Linked DNA regions of Mus musculus: region 2 is linked to region 1. Evidence: chromatin contacts called from public Hi-C data. All regions are on one chromosome and are shown on one strand. Each heading gives the region's core, a stretch centred on a gene start, on an enhancer-like site or on the middle of the called end of the contact. The rest is flanking DNA. Distances are from core to core; before and after follow the strand shown. Region 1 has its middle 100 kb from the start of Gm35333. Region 2 has its middle 25 kb from the start of Gm35333.

Region 1 (2,643 bases), core at 70-2,569:
GAAAAACTCAAAGTCATACCCTTAGACAGCATTCCTTGCCTGACTTGACCAGATCATCCAAGTTGATCTATAATTTTGTATGCATTGAAAACTCTTCAACTCTGGAATTCTGGAAAACTGTAGAAAAGTGCCAGAAAAGGAAAAACGTTCCAATGGTCACATGTGTATGGACGTCTCCTGGAAAAAGATTGTTTTTAAAGGTGTATTTAAAAGATCTAAATTGACTGCTTGGAGGAGCTGAGGATTCGTTCATGTCTGTGTTGGGCTGTTCCTAGGGGCCACTGACTTCAGGCTTAGTGAGAGTCCCAAGTCCAAATAAGAAGTCTACCAGCTGGCCATATACCACACACCTCACCCATCAGACCCAGAGCCTCCCTTCCTACCTCTTGCTCAAATGTAGGTTCTCAGTTCCCTTCAAGTCCATGCAGAATCGGGTGAGTTAGTCATCTGGGGAAGTCATTGGTGGCCTTTCCCCATCCCCTGGTCTTTAGGAGAGTTTCAAAGTCCTGCTGACCAGAATTTGGATGACGGTCTCCTGTGTGACATTCTGCATTTTATCCTGAGCGACAAACTACTAACTGAGGAGGAGGCACTCTACTGTGACACTGTGTGATACTTCTATGCTCTTCAAATCTCAATACTCTGCCATCTGTGATATCCTTGACTCCAGGGTCAGGGCTAAGCAAGATTGTCTGACTGTCTGTTAGAAAAGCACACAGTTAAATTCGGGAGCATGCTTCACACTGAGTGGACATTATGACCATTGCAAGCCATGTCTCATCAATACTGCTATGAAGAGGTTAATAGTCCCCCTCCCTGGCTTTGTGTGTAGGGTGTGTGTGTGTGTGTGTGTGTGTGTGTGTGTGTGTGTGTGTGTGTGTGAAGAAACACATACATCTCTCTGAGGACCAGAAGCATTTGTCTAAATTCATCATCCACCCAGGGACAAATTTAGAAGGCTCCCAGCTGGAAGCTGCGCTCTAAGCCCCTGGTTCTTTCCATTACAGATGTCTGAGCAATAATTAAATTGAAATGACAGCAGAGAGGAAAATCTGAATGTACCAATAACTTCATTTTCCTGGCTTCTCTTATAAAAGCAGGAGTATAATTTGAACAAGAAATCATATTTTAAAAAACATGAAGATCTAAAAAACTTTTTGTCCTCTTGCTTGGCAACAGACTTACAGTCTCTTTCTCAATTAGGCTTCTCTCCTTTCTCTCCCCCCACCCACCCCCACACATACAATGTATTTAAGATCTTACGACCATGTGTGCTGAATTCGAGAAGGCTCGCCAGGATTGCCTTCCCAGGCCTCTTGGAAACATAATAGCACGCATTTGCTGTCGCCGACTGAAATGAGTCTTCCATGAGCAGCCCCACTCCCTCCAGGCTCCACCAGGCTCACACATCTGTGGCCTTTCGGGTTCAGACCCTCTGATCTCCCTCATCTAGGTCCGTTTCCTCTTTCCTTAAGCACTGAGAAGTTTTGAGTCTTAGCTGGCATGGGGAGGCATAAAGATCTACTTGACACTGGTTTCAAGTTTGATAAAGTAAATAATGACACAGGAAATGCAAACCATTAAAAGTTTATTGCCCACTTGAGGCATGCCTCTCCTTCCGTCTCAAATGCAGCCTCTTTATAGGGTTCTGAATTAGAAGTCGTAATTGAAGTCATGATTTCTGAAATCTCAGCAGAGGCCTCCATCAAATGACACCAAATGCTTTGGGTCTTCATCTGCCACTCCAGACTGAGACCACAGAGGGAGGCAGACAAAGCTCAGAGACAAGGTGCTGCCTGAAACTGAATAGTCAGAGAGTGTTCCCCTAGTTCTTGCCCTTGAGGGGAAAATGACTTAATTCACCCTCAAATAGTTATTATAGCCTTATTATGAATATTCTATGGTTCTCATTATCTATCTGCCAGATGACCAATTGACTGCTGGGTAAAGAACACATTATTCTGAAACTCAGAAACATTTCTGTGATGGTTTGTATATGCTCAACTCAGGGAGTAGCACTATTAGAAGGTGTGGCCCTGTTGGAGTAGGTGTGTCACTGTGGGTGTGGGCTCTAAGATCCTCATCCTAGCTATCTAGAAGCCAGCATTCTGCTAGCAGCCTTCAGATGAGGATGTAGAACTCTCAGCTCCTCCTACACCATGCCTGCCTGGATGCTGCCATGTTCTTGCCTTGATGATACTGAACTGAACCTCTGAACCTGTAAGCCAACCCCAATTAAATGTTGTCCTTTATAAAACTTGCCTTGGTCATAGAGTCTGTTCACAGCAGTAAAACCCTAAGACAACTTCCAAAGCAGGAAAACCAGGAGCTTGAATGTATTTCATCTTATAATCAGAAGTGTTTGGTAACCTGCACAGGACTTGGTATTGTATAGATTAATGTCTATTAAATTTACTTGTATTTTAAAGTTACTCACTCATTTTGTAAGCAAAAGCTGACATAACACAAAGTATCCCATAACCTTAAAGAAAGGTCCGGGTGTAAGAGCCCACTCTACGGGAGGTAGGCCATTTACATCATCTGACCCCAACTCTCGGTAGGACCAGCAGCATAGCCTCTTGTGGATTATAACACATTTAAACCCATCTCTGTAGCTATTTATGGAGAAGTGTCTGATGAAAG
Region 2 (2,643 bases), core at 47-2,546, 80 kb before region 1:
GTCTGCTGCTGTTTCTAGGCCTGGTCTCAAAGTCCAACAAGCTTGTGTTTTGTAAGATTGCTTTTTCATGACTGAGTCTTTGAGAAGGAAGGGCCAAAAAGGTAACGAACTCCAGTCTGTCTTCGGTGAGCTGCACCTGCCTAAAGCATTTCCACACTCCCACTCTAATGGCGACTTACCTTTCTTAATGACCATGGAAGATTGTAGTTTCTCTTTGTTGTAACTGGAATGCTAAAGCTGAACAGCCCTGATATGAAGATCTGAAATCAATATACTCCAGTCCCCTAAAACGTCCTGAGGACCCACACAGCCTTCCAAGATCGGTATAGGTTGGGACATTTTGCACTTTTGATACTTTGGGTTAGGTGTGTTCAACTGCAATGCCCACTTTCTGTTCCTGTACCTTTTTGGATAAGGGTTATATAGTCAATCCTGCATTTATCTTTATAGTTTTACTTTTCTTTTTTTAAGGACCTATATTCAATAAGGAGAAGCTCAGTATTCCAATGGTGGAGGCTGCCAAGGGATCATGTGGTTTAACCCTCAGTTTTCCAGAGGAGGAAGCCAAAGTAGCAGGAGGAGAAGAACCTTTCCCAAGTCTCAAAGCATCCTTTATTAAGGCTCGTGGCCGCCTGCTTGCACAATCTCCGAGCTGCTTCTCTTCCCCTTATTATCACAGTAGGAAAGAGAATCACTAAGATGTAATTTTACTCCTAGTTATGTGTGCACATGTGCATTTGTGCGTGGGTTTGTGCAGGTACACAAGTACCTGGATGTTAGAAGATGGTGCTGGGTCCCCTGGAGCAGAAGTTGTGAGACTTGGGTGCTGGCAACCAAACCCAAGTCCCCTGGAAGAGCAGAAAGCATTCGTAAGCACCGAGCTCTTGATCTAACCTCAACTCTCTGCTTACTATAAATAGCCCTTTAGAGAAGAGATTGTCAAATGAAAGCATTTTAAAAATCCAAATATTCTCATCACAGTAGTATGAGTTTATTCACAGACCCACAGACAGACAATGAAGTGGTCACCAGAAGATATGATGTGGCCTCCTTAGGCCTTGGTTCTCTTGTGCCCTAGGATCTCTGTGTCCAGTCACCAGTAGATTCAGGGATGGGCATTTAGAGAAGGCCTGTGAGACCCGGTGGGGTAGGAGATGGCTTGCAGTTTACAGGCCTGTGCAGGCTTCATCTCCAGTACTGGTTTTCTAACACTGCCCTTCCAGTTGGCATCTGCCTGTTCTCAGTTGTGGCTGTGTGGGGGAGGTAGAAGCGCGTGCTTCCAAGCCCTTGGGGATGCAGTAATGAGAACCATGTGTACACGGAATGCTGAAGGAGCCACACCTGGGACGTATTCAACCCATGACAGACACCCGTGTGGCCAAAAAAAAAAAAAAAAAAAAAGCCAGTGCCTTTTGACTGTGCCTGTTTTATGAAAATATGCAAGCAAACACACACACACACACACACACACACACACACACACACACACACACACACCGATAAAATTGCTGTGGAATCTAAGATTTATGTGTGATTTCTCCCTTCCCTCCCTTTCTCCCCCTCCCTCTCTTTCTTTTGTCTCCATAAATTGCAAAAGGCTTGGCCGCACTTAGACCAAGGAGAGCCAGGGAAAGAGCAAGCCTGAGTCAGAAGGGAAAATCAGCTCTCTTCTGCCTGGCGCACACCCCCTTCCTTCCCCCAGGGACTCTCAAGTTACCTTCCTAATGAAAAACAGGCCTTTCAAAAAATGACTTGAGACCAAATGAAAAACGATTCGCATCTGAGCCTCGGCTGTTGGGGATGGGCCCTAGGATTTATGACGAGGAATTTTGTGGCTCCCTACCCCGCCATCCAAGTCCTGGAATTACTAGGAATATGGGGATAAGAGAGACTGGCTGTAACTAATTCCATCAACAACAAACAGACAAACAAAACCAACCAAACAAAAAGCAACATCAATAACAAAAAAACCCATATACTGACTCTGCATGAACCATGTTTTCGCTCATTTTGCTATGAACACGCGAATAAGCGATCTCCTGCTGCTCTGGACTCCAGGATCCCAAAGTTCTGGGTATCGTTCAAAGCAGAGGGGTGGGGACAGAGGGCTTGCAGGGTGAACACTGCCTGCTGCTGGTTTGGCTGAAGGTGCCCATTAAGACGGCTATTGGTCTGTCCCACTCTGCCTCCTGCCTTGGGTCCCCCCTATTTCTTGAATTGTGTTCAGTAACAGCCCTCTGGTAAGTATACCACTGGCTTCCTGTATACCCTTGTTCCCTGGTGTTATCCTTAGGGCTTTATTGCTGTGAAGAGACACCATGACCACAGCAACTGTTATAGAGAACATTCAATTGGGGCTGGCTTACAGTTCAGAGGTTCAGTCCATCCTTGTCATGGTGTAAGAAACATGGTGGAAGGCAGACAGACAGAAATGGTGCTGGAGAAGGAGCCGAGAGTTCTCTATCTGGATCCACAGACAGCAGGAAAAGCAAATGACCCACGCCCGACCTAGCTTGAACATCTGAGACTTCAAAGCCAGCCCCTGCCGTGACACACTTCCTCCAAGGCCACACCTCTGAATAGTGCCCCTCCCTATGGGTCAAACATGCAAACACACAAGTCTGTGGGGGCCATTCCTACTCA

Evidence for each region. Hi-C and Micro-C count contacts between places; a contact is called where the count stands out from the background.
Region 2: a Hi-C map of uterus shows a contact between it and region 1. The contact joins two enhancer-like sites. A contact is called at or near these places in 2 of 15 datasets of contacts at CTCF or cohesin (the NIH/3T3 cell line and embryonic stem cells) and 5 of 484 Hi-C or Micro-C datasets (cortical glia, cortical neurons and uterus).

The regions. Positions count from the first base shown.
Region 1 is chr13:60,329,382-60,332,024 of GRCm38.p6, reverse strand. No RefSeq gene overlaps it. Among named protein-coding and RNA genes, the nearest start is that of Gm35333, 100 kb to the left of the region's middle. Within about 2 kb of position 1,319, at least 19 of the 459 cell types and tissues checked have an H3K27ac peak or open chromatin away from gene starts, as enhancers often do. A contact at or near this core is called in uterus, where this site is marked.
Region 2 is chr13:60,408,919-60,411,561 of GRCm38.p6, reverse strand. No RefSeq gene overlaps it. Among named protein-coding and RNA genes, the nearest start is that of Gm35333, 25 kb to the left of the region's middle. Within about 2 kb of position 1,296, at least 98 of the 459 cell types and tissues checked have an H3K27ac peak or open chromatin away from gene starts, as enhancers often do. A contact at or near this core is called in uterus, where this site is marked.